Linked DNA regions of Mus musculus: region 2 is linked to region 1. Evidence: chromatin contacts called from public Hi-C data. All regions are on one chromosome and are shown on one strand. The core of a region is the stretch at or near the end of the contact, and the rest is flanking DNA. Distances in the headings are between cores, read along the strand shown.

Evidence for each region. Hi-C and Micro-C count contacts between places; a contact is called where the count stands out from the background.
Region 2: a contact with region 1 is called in a Hi-C map of cerebral cortex, with 2.0 times the contacts expected there. The contact joins the promoter of Aff3 here to the enhancer-like site in region 1. A contact is called at or near these places in 1 of 39 promoter capture datasets (hippocampal neurons), 5 of 484 Hi-C or Micro-C datasets (3T3-L1-derived adipocytes, cerebellar granule neurons, cerebral cortex and 2 more), 5 of 115 datasets of contacts at active chromatin or transcription factors (double positive thymocytes, embryonic forebrain, embryonic stem cells and 1 more) and 2 of 9 other capture datasets (adipose tissue and liver).

What each region holds. Positions count from the first base shown.
Region 1 is chr1:38,543,583-38,549,131 of GRCm38.p6, forward strand. All of the region lies in intron 1 of Aff3 (AF4/FMR2 family, member 3), which reads right to left. Among named protein-coding and RNA genes, the nearest start is that of Aff3, 81 kb to the right of the region's middle. Within about 2 kb of position 2,154, at least 40 of the 459 cell types and tissues checked have an H3K27ac peak or open chromatin away from gene starts, as enhancers often do. A contact at or near this core is called in 3T3-L1-derived adipocytes, cerebral cortex and hippocampal neurons, where this site is marked.
Region 2 is chr1:38,624,038-38,629,586 of GRCm38.p6, forward strand. It overlaps Aff3 (AF4/FMR2 family, member 3), which reads right to left and starts at 3,207. Exons shown (of 22, transcript NM_001290814.1): 1 at 3,052-3,207. The coding sequence starts at 3,104.

The DNA of each region.
Region 1 (5,549 bases), core at 904-3,403:
GTTGAGAAATCTAACAAGCAAGCAAGCACAGAAGAATGTCTGCACTCTGACTGTGGCTAGAGCTCCTATGTTGGCTTTCCTACAAGGAGGGATCCCAACTTGGAAATGTCAGACAAATCAAGGAAACTAGAATAGAGCAAGGTGTGAGAGTTGTGTGATACGGTTGAGGCTGGTGGTGGTGATGAGGGAGGCTGTACTAGGACAGTGATCGTGGTGGTGGTGGTGGTGGTGGTGGTGGTGGTGGTGGTGGTGGTGGTGGGGTGATTGTGGTAATGGTGGTGATGAGGGGGGCTATACTAGGACAGTGATCGTGGTGGTGGTGGTGGGGTGATTGTGGTAATGGTGGTGATGGTGGTAGTAGTGGTTATGATGATGGTAGTGGTGGTGACAGTGATAGTCCTAAGGGAGTTTCTGAAGGCAGTATTGAAGGTGACCAGGACAGTAGTTACATGCCTGCTAAGGACAGAAAACCGTTCAACAACGCACAGTCTCTTCAAGCCCCCAAGAACGTTATGATGTCTCTGCTCCCTTATCCCGGCTTCTTCTTTCTGAGTAAAGCAATTTCAGCTCCCAGCTCACTTCGCATATCCTGCCAGCCTTACACACGCGGCCCACCATCTCCCTATAAGTGGACCCCCCTCTTCCTCGTTTGCCACCAACCATGGAGAGTAGCTCCATCTTATCCTCAGTCCTAAGGGGCTCTGCTGGGAGCATCTGTAGACCTCGGCCTTGGGTCCTCTGATTGCTCTTGCAGAAAAACGATGACGCTGAAGGCATTGCACACCTGAGTCTCCTCTACACCACGTTCTGAGAGAGCTATAATATCACACCCAGATGAACCACCCACAAAAACCCCAAGTAAACCTAGGGGTGATCTATGCCATTCTCCAGACCCATCTGATTTGTATTAAATTTTCCAATAATGACAGCTACTGCAAATGGATCTCACATGAATTATTTCATTTAATAATCTTGAAACTCCCAAGAGCCATTATCCTTAGTTTCCAATGAAGAAAACAAGAGGCTCTGAGCATAGCTAACTGGCCCTGTCCCACGGGCAGCCAGGAGAAGCTCTTCACTTAGAAGCCCGGCAGTCTGGCACCAGACATAGAATTCCTCGACTCCACTGCACTGCCTCTCTGGGGACAGCCCCCTGACAAGCTTTGACAAATGGTACCCCCATCCTTTGTTAGTAAATGTCAGGCTGAAGGGTGTTAATTTCAAATGGTGACTATTCTTTTAAGATTTGCTAGTCACCCTTGATTGACTCAATTTTACAAATTCTGTAGTCAAAAACAAAATAAGCAAAAAATAATTTAAAAGGATACAAAACATCAAACCAAACCAAACAAAACAAAACAACAACAACAACAGCAGCAGCGGCAGCAAAAAACAGTCATATTACTTCAATTAAGACAACATCAGCCCCTCACTGACTCTAGACTGCAAGAGTTATAATCCATTTCCCTATTTTATCCTGTTGAGGTGGAATTCCATATATGGAATTCCTTAGAAATTACATAACAACGTAATAAGAGCATTCTGTAACTCGCATGGTGAGGTTTCTGCTGCAACCTGGAAGGGGACCTGCTGCACCAAGCTTTTACTGATCATCTTCTGGGTCCAAACTCCATTTCTATGTCCCTGGAAATGAAGACTTTAGAATTTCTCTTGTAAACATCCTCCAGTGGATAGAGAGAGAGAGAGAGAGAGAGAGAGAGAGAGAGAGAGAGAGAGAGAGAGAGAGAGAGAGAGAGAGAGAGGTGACAGATAAATGACAGCTTTGCATTGCCAAGGGTTAAATGTTTTTCCTGAGGGAGGCCTAAGCCTCCATACCATGAGAACAAGTGTCAGGCGCTAATGGAATTGTTCCATGATAAATAAACTGCCAGGCTGGATGACAAGCAGCTTTCAAAGAGGCTTTCCATATAGTCTAACCAGCAGAAGTTAATTTGAGTTTCTTAACAGGACCTTTTCCCTTCGCAGTGTAAAAGTGCCTTGGGATGAAGCAATTACTCTGATTTACCATCTTCTCCTTGGTAGAATATAAAGATGCGGCGAGCCTCACAAAAGCAGTAACTTAGCCAAATGAGACTGGCTTGCAAAGTCCCTACTATGCTATTTCCAAGCACTCCCTCCCTGGCAGCAGCACGGAGCTGCCATCAATCACGGGTGCCCGAGCTGACGCGGGTGGAGGAGGCTGCTTCCTCTCAGGGCTGTGCATGTTGGAGGCAATCAATCATGTTTCCCTACAGCAAACGCTCAGTTAAGATTTGTCTTCACTTTGCAGCATGTTTCCCAATCTCAGCTTCTAGGAACTCGAAGAGCTGCTTATGGCTCTGCCGAGTTTCACAGCATTCATTGCCTGTGTTTTAACCAGGATGCTTTTCTACACAGTCACTGTCTTAGCCACTCTGGGTCATTGAGCTGGCGCCTCAGGTTTGAGGTTATCAAGATGGCCAAGTTGAATCTCCCAAGTAGATCAGGCTCCTGGGCATAGAGCTGGGCAGACTGAGTGTTAGCCCTTAAGGAATGCACTGTCCTCTCCTGAATCCAGCCCCTCGATATGCCTGCCCAGAACCACCTTGGAGATACGCACCTACTGGTTGGAGCAGGCTTTCTGCAAAGGAATGAATAAATTCAGGCTACTTCTACCTGCTGCCCTGAATTAATTTACCTGTCAGGCACAGAACTAGCTGATGGCCAGGGTGAAATCCAGCAGAGCTGACTTTCAACAGAATATGCACGGGACCAACATACCTTCTGATCATACAGGACAACAATTCCATATAGACAGCATGGCTGAATTACTTATAGGGGAGGGGAGAGGATCTGTTTCTGCACAGGGCAGTTTATCAGCTTAACCTGGAGCCTCGTAGGTCAACAGAGTGGGAACAAATAAGGGACAACATTTTGATGCTCTCCAGCCCTGACAGAAAACACGTAACATTCCCTGAGAATAAAGCTGTAATCATGCCACCACAAAGCTGGACCGGGGTGTAGAGCCTTGTCACAGAGCATCTGGCAAACCAGGCAGATTCTCTCTCTATTTTCTGACCTGCAACACTGCCCCCTTACCTGCCCCACCCAACCAGATTCTATTTGTCTCCTCTGAGCTCTGCAGCTTGCCCCCATGCCCACATTCCACAGACAAACTCACTTTGTCCCATGTGCTCACTGTCTTGGGGTTTCCTGGCCTTTTGAGAGAGACATATTCAGGCATTTGAGACACCAGTCTTTAAGAAGGGAAAGCGAGCAGTTCTCCCTGCCTGTTCCTCTCACGTGGCCCTTCCCTGTCAGCCAGTTTCTGACACTTGTTGGCTCTCCCCAGCGCCTGGCCTGGTCTCCTGTCCGCACGATCTGCTTCTGCTGCTCATGGCCAGCTCGTTACTTCCCTGCAGGGCTAACCCATGGGCAGGATCACTTCCCAACCTCCTACTGCTAACACTGTCTTGACTGGGTGCCTGAGGTACTTCTAACCCCCTTCTGCTTCCCTGTACTACCCCGGGGCTCAAAGGGGCTGCCATGCTAACTGAGTCTTTCCTCCCATTACAGTCCCCTGACCAATGTCTGACTCCAGCACTGCTCATCATAACGTCCAGTCAATCCCTAGACCAGATACAGCTAAGCGGTGCTGGCTCTCCTCCACTGGAACCTCCCTACCCATAATCACCACTGGGTCCATCCAAGACCCCAGGGGCCTTCCCATGCGTCTCCTAGCTTTTCTTTCTGACAGTTAAGTGTCCCTCTGCATCTACTCTGGTTTGAGCGTGACTAGAATGGTCCTCTTCGGTCCATGCGTGAAGGACTTAGTCCCCAAGGTGGTGTTACTAGGAGGTAGTGGAACTTTGGAAAGAGGGGCTCTTCAGTCATTGATAGCACAGCCACTAAAAGGGCAATGGAGGCATTAATAGCCCTCTTCTCTCAACTCTGGTTCAAGATGTATGCACTTTGTTTCCATACATGCTCCCACCATGGTACTCCACCTCACCAGAGACTACTCTGATGGCCTCGCTTGGTTTTGGATTGAAATATACAAGACTTTGTGCTGAATAAAACTTTTCATTACCTAAGCTTAGCTGCCTCCGGTATCTGAAGTAAAGCAAATCTGACCAATCTGACACTAAAGCCACGTGGCATTTCTTATCAGGTCACTGCCCTGCCCTGAGGACAGAGGGCTGACTCAGGACCCCACTCACCCATCCTCAGTCTGAGATAGGCTAGTCTCTAGGCCACAGTCTCTCTCTGAGCCTGAGTCACTTAAACACCTTTGCTTTCCAGCTGCTCACCGCACCCTAAGCCCAAACCTCTCCCTTGAGTAATACTTCTCCTCCTGAGCATGCCCAGATGCATCCTGGTATACCCAAGGGCCTCCTGCATCCTACAGAGAACGCTGCAGCTTCACAGTGACTGTGCCTATGCAGAATCGCCCTCTGCACCGCAGCTCCCTCAGAAGTCGATCTGTGCTGATCTGTGAAACTGCGCCCTCCGTGCCTGGCGCAGAGTGGGCACTGGAAATTTCTGTTAAAAACTTTAAAAATACATAGTAAACAGAAGTTCTTTTTATCTCCTTCCTTGCCCAAACGTCATCCACAGATATAAAGCAACTCCAACAAATACAACTAAAATCATTTGCACACCGAGTCCTGAACTTTCTTTAAGATTCTGGAATTTAACAATCATGGGAATCATATTACAGGTGATTCTGAGCAACTGCCTGGTGCTGGGGGCGTGTAAAGAAGTTTGCCCTTGCTACCATGTTTGTCCCTCTCTGCAAAGCTGTTATATAGCACTTGCCACTGTTTGAAAAAGCATTTTAATAAATGAATATATAAATACAAAAGTGAAATAAAATCCATGTGCCATAAACATTATTATAATCAGCTTGCAAAATAAAGACCTTTCATCAATAATACAAAAAAGAAAAAGTGGGGCTTAGAAAATTAACGCTATTTTCCCAAAGCACAAAATCATTACAACCAGGAGTTTTAGTCCTTAGCAACTGTGGATATTAAAAACATTGTAGGCTCTAAAATACTATGTTTCTTAATTCACAAATTAAGTAACACTTCTAACCTACAAAGTGTCAGCCAGACATGGAAAAAAAAAAAAAACACACAGCTTCCACAAGGCACCGTGAAGGACATTTCTCTGGCTTCCTATGGTGAAAACTCCGCAATCAGTTGAGCTCGACTTGGAGGAAAACATTAAGGATGTGAATCATTCAAACGGTATGTCTCTATAACTCATTCTGTGCTGCCAACAGCAGAGATGATTAATTCTAAATATCCATATAACACAGAGGCAGTAAAGCAAGGGGTCTTCCCATAGCTGACAGACTCCTTCACACACATTCCCAAATCCACAAGACATGTAATCCATCATAAAAATACTGCATTTGATCCCAAGAATGTTAGCAGCATTATATATTACAGTGCTACCCATGCAAGGTGATAGTTATCATGACTCTTAAGGAGATGGTGCCAAGAGGATGTGAGCTCTACCCTGCTGTTTGCTTCCTCATTGTTTCTCTCGGCTTCCCTCCACTT
Region 2 (5,549 bases), core at 1,957-4,456, 82 kb after region 1:
TTTCAGATTTTTTTTTTAAATCAATACCATTTAAGGTTCTGACCTTCTCTTTTAATATTTTGACACAACCTTAACTTGCAGATGTCAGGGTCTTGCTTGGTAATTCCTGCAAAGCCGCTCTTCATCGGCTGGAAGACATCTGCGGGGCTCTAGAAAATGCATAGCCCTGATATCAGAAAGCGGACCTCGAAGCTAATTCTTCATTGAGGCAGAGCTGTATAAACTCAGACAAGCTACCTGATCACCTATCCTCAATTTTCCTCTCTGTAAAAATCAGACCAACAACAGTACGTACATGGTAAGTTTCTTGTTGGGGAATAAATGACCTAGGACATATAATGGCCATGCCTCTGACAAGTATGTAGCAAATATTAGACTTAAAATACCTGCTGTCATTTTTGGTCTTGGCACAGTTACAGATTAAAACTCGTATTTTCTTATCTATAAAATGAGAGTACTGTCATTTACTTTTGAGATGTTATCAGATTCAAACAAGAAGATAACAGATATAGGAATATCAGACATATAGAAAGTAATCAAGTATGCCAGGCATGAAGGACCCATGCCTGGTATCCCGGAACTTAGTAGACTGAGGCAGGATAATTACCTTGAGTGTGAAACTTGCACACCAAGACTTTCTTTCAAAAACAAACAAGAGCTGGAGAAAGAGAGGAGCGAACGAGCGGGAGGGAGGGGGAGAAGGAGAGAGAGACAGAGAGAGAGAGACTACATGTTTTTGATCATGCATGAGCTTGAAACTGAACTGTAAACATAAAAGTCTTTAGCAAATCCTAAAATTGAGTTAGAAATGTCATGCAAAAATTGGTCCATAACTAAGAGAATGTCTGACATATTTGAAATGCAAACCCAAGTTTTTTGGTTTATCTTTAACTTTACCTAAAGATAACCTTTTGTAAATGTAAATTCTATATCCACAAAATAAGAAACATTCTCTTAAGCCAAACTGTTCTACTATACTGTAATCAAGAAATCTAACATGCTTTCTTAAGCCAAGAAACTATATATTGCTTACAAATCTGATTGAGTGTGCAATGGCTTAAAAAAAAATGCTTTCCAGCTGTGGTGGCGCAATGTCCTCAATGCACTAGTGAAACAGGTAAAATCTATGTGGTCTGAGGCCAGCCCAGTCTACAAAGCAAGTTTCAGGCCAGCCTGGACTATGTTGAGAGATATGGTCAAATAAATAAATAAATAAATAAATAAATAAATAGGATATTAAAAATTTAAAGACAATTCAGCAGGCATTCTTTGACAGTATTCAAGATAATTTACTGGGAACTGAAGACACACCTTGAGCCCTTGCCAAAAAGGCCTACACATTACCACTGATAATCTCAAAATACAACTTATAAAAACCATACAGGAGTTCAATTTGAACCAGAAAGTGGATAAGTAGCATAAACATGCGTCCAAAAAATAAGTTCTCCCCTTTAACTACAAGCCTGCCTAGATTTTAAAAAGCAAAAGTCATTTTTAAAAGGCAGTTGTTATCTGGGAAGCTATTGAATTTGTGCCAGAAACCAATATTTCAAAAGGTAAACCTGTAAAATAATAGGTATCTGTAAATGAAAGACTGGAATAACCCCAGGAGCAGCAACACAGTAATTAGCAACTTTTATAGAGTAATAACATGTTCCATATTCTCTCTACACTAGCTCTTTGAAGTTGCCAGTGTAATATATACAAGTTTTATTACATTGGAGCCCATCCTTGTGTGTTTTATAGGTGCTAGCATTATGCAGAGCAAGCTGTAGTCACCGTCGGATCTTCTATAAGAAACTGCCCGATAATTCGTGAGCTCTGTGTCTAGTTTATTTTGTTACACCTGTCTTTAAGAAAATAAAGTCACTTTGAGCCTAAGTCACTATGGAGATTCACATGCCCACATGCCATCGAGGTATGTGTCATAAATCATAAAGCAGTTTAGCTTTAAAATTGTGCATCGCATATTCATGTGCACACCACTTGCAGTTTTTGACACATGTGAACTCTTTACTGAATTAAAAAGGGAACTGCTCAGCTCTACAATCAGCGATTACCAGAGGCAGAACAGAAAGCAGTTAATATGCTTGTTCCAGCAGATGTTCATCCCCGTAAATATTAAACATAACACAAGTTCCTCCAGGAATATACAAGCAGTAATTTTACCACCTGAATAGGGCTGGTTGGAAACATTTAAGGGGTGGGGGCAATGTGAGGGATGCTGAAGCAGCCAATGGGATTTTTCAGACAACCGCAACTAGAATTAAATTGCATCTACCTGTGATTTACCTATAGCAGCTCTCCCTAATGCGAGATTAGCGAGAACTGGAACCCCAAGTGCATTCCAGGCTGCCAGCTTTGAGCTTGACAAAAAGAGTGAGGAGTTCAGCCATGGGCATGTGTGAAGAAAGGGTGCAAAGGAACCGAGAACCTCCGGGAAATGAGTCTCCCTGGGCCAAGGCCTCCGGAATTCGGGCACCAAGACACACTGGCCTCCTGCCTAGGGTGCTCACTTTTCCATCTCCAGTGGGAGTGAGGTAGGACAGAGGAAGGATGCAAACGCCAAGCAGGGAGCAGGCAGGGCGCAAGGCTAGAGAGCATCCTCTCCGGGCACTTCGTAGAGGTACCAACTCTAGGGGGTCACAGGGGTGGTGAGCCTGAGGCTCTCCGGGAGCTGGAGGGGAGCACAATCCGAAGGAAGGGAGCTGAGAGGGGCTGCGAGATGAGGGGTGGGCTCTCAGGCATCAGTGACACGTTCTAAAAATCGGTTCTCTTCCCCTCCACCGCTGCGCTCCTCCAGTGGCAGCCAGACCCCGGCCCCCTGAGCTAGCGCAGGCAAGCACCGAGGGGAGAGAACGGAACCGGAGACCGACGAATTCACGGGGAGGCGGCCGAGCATCCAGCCCGCCAAGGCTGGAAGGAGCCGGCCAGCGAGGCGGGTGTCCCCGAGCCACCCCACCCCCACGGCGGCCGGGCACCCGGAGTCCCGGCCCAGGTGAGGGCAGGCGGGGCCAGCGCGGCTCCCCAGCGGCCAGCACCGGGACTCACCACAGCGACTCGAGGTCCCATTCCTGGAGCAGGGCTAAGTCGAAGCTGTCCATGGTGGGAGGTGTCAGCGCCGCCGCCGCCGTGTCCGCCGCCGCCGCTGTGTCCGCCGCCGCCGTGTCCGCCGCCGCCGCTGCCGAGCCTCGGGCCGCCCGCGCGCTGCAACGAGAGGCGCCCGCTAAGGTGCATCCCGGCCGCGCCCGAGCCGCCGCCGCCCGCCTGCCCGCCTGCCCGCCAGTCACCCTCCCCCGGCTCTCAGTGCCCGGCACCCCCGCGGCCCCTGCTTCCCGGGCCCGCCCGGCGCACTCACCCGCTCGCCGGCTCGCGCGCAGCCACACTCGCCGAGAGCCGCGAGCTCGCTCTCTCGCCGCGCCGCCGCCCCCTCCCGGCCTGCGCCCGCCCCTCCGCCCCTCCCTCGCGGCGGCCCGGCCCGCTGCAGCCGCCGGCGCGGTGCTCTGCGCCCGCCCGCTCGCCCGCCCGCCTCTTTCTCCTCCGGGAGGCGCGTGTGCGCGGGCGAGGCCGAGGCGCGCGCGCGCGTCCTGAGCCCCGCGCCGCGCCCGCCCCGCGCGCCCCTGCGCTCCCCGCGCTCCCCGCTCTCCCCGTGCGGCTGCTCGGGGTCCCGCGCCCTTTCTCGGGCCGGACTGCCGGCTCGCCCTCCTCACCCGCGCCCCTCCATCTCTCCAGACCCTCAGTGGCCCCGAGGGTTGCGGGGGACGTCCTCTGAGCCAAAGGGAGCGGCGCAGCGGCGCCGAGGGCAGGGGGATGCCGTGCCGAGCCGAGGCCGGCCTGCAGCAAAGCAGACCCCTGCCTCTCGCCCTCGCCCCGTGTCCAGCTGGGACTTTCTGGTCCTCCGCAAATTAAGGGGAACCCGCAGGGCGCTGCGGCTGGAGGTGTGCACTCTTGAAGATCTGGGGTGGGCGCTAGGAAGGAAAAGCCCTGGGCGCCCCAGGCGCGGTGAGAGTTAACAGTGCAGCCCACGGCAGCGCTGAAAACAAATCGTTTCAAATATCTGGAGCCAGTAACTTAAGTGAAATAAAGAGGAGGCGGGAAGGAAGCGTCTTCCAAGACCTGCTTTCAGCTGCAGTTTAGCCTGGGGGCTGGGAGGACGAGGGGTATCCCACTAGCCCTCAGCTGCCCAGTCCCTGGAAACCAGTCTCCTTTCTTTTTATTTCATACTGGAAAGGCCTCTCTGGGTTTCCACTACAAACTTCCCGCCGCCTCCTCTCCTGTCTAGAGAGTGGCAGATTGTCAGCTGGAAAGATGATAGAGTACCACTGTGGCTTGTAAAAAAAATAAAACCCTTGCTATTATTACTCCCTTGGTTTGAGAGACTGCTCCCCCCTCGCTCATTATTATATACACTCTGAGAGTGGGGACTGGAGGCGTAGAGCTGGTCTATCCTTCCATCTCTGGGCTTCTGCCCTCAAAATTGAGGATCCCATGCTGGCCCCGGGGGTGGTGCATGGGGTTCCCCTCTCCCATGCTCTTGGCCCCAGTTCCTGGAGCCCTGTTCAGGATTCCCCAGGATTCCTGGAGAGAGCAGCACCGAGCAAAGCTCACCACTTACACCAAACCCCGCATGCCCTAAGGGAGGCCTTTGCAGTGTATCGGCCTTTGTTCCTTTTCTAGACAAGAAGAGCCACCATGTGAGGCCGCCAAAAATTTAGCCCCTTTGGTAGAAATCCTAGGAGCAACCCCTTTTTTTATTTCACCCACCTCTGAAGGAGAACTAACGAAGTCGTGGGCGCAGGTAGATAAACTGCCAAAAAGCCAACTAGAGTTCTATGCTCTCGGAAACAGAACTGCAAAGCTCTCGGGCCCCCATCCTTTTCTTCCCCCAGCTTTGGAATAGTTCCCTATTAGCATCCATAACTAATGTGAAAATATCAATCGCTAAGTGAAGGCAGAGTCTGCATCAAATCCGCTGTAGAAACTGACTGGTTATTTTTACAAACTAACAACTTCGCTGCTTGAAACACCACCCCGGCCCCTTTAGTTGAAGGCTACAAAAGAACAAAGGAAATATGGACAAAGTACAGGTGTGAAGGGCTGGGATCCAAAATCTTGGTCTACAGTGTATCTGGAGAGAAGGAGGGGGGAAATGTGCCTTACAGATACCTACTTAGCATAAACCCTCTTGGAAATGTTTGCTCTGGCAAAAGTGAGCTATAGACATCACATGGAGACAGCCTTCCCAGGAACAAAGGCTGGGGGTGGAGGGTGGAGGAGAGAGAGAGAGGGGAACAGCCCCTGCCTGGAAGAACTGCAAGTTCCAAGGCCTGAACAAGAAATGTGTCCTGTTCCTTGGGCTCCTGGCTGCAGCTGGGAGTCTTCTCCAGAAAGGAGACCTCCCGCCCCTCCCAGGGATCTGGCTTCCCGTCCCTTCCCTTCCCACCACATCTGTTTATACAAAAGAAGCTGCTGAAGAACAAACAGAACCGTGTTTACTGCGGGTCCCATGCCGAGCGAGCCTGAGGCTCGGACACAGATTCAAGCCTCCT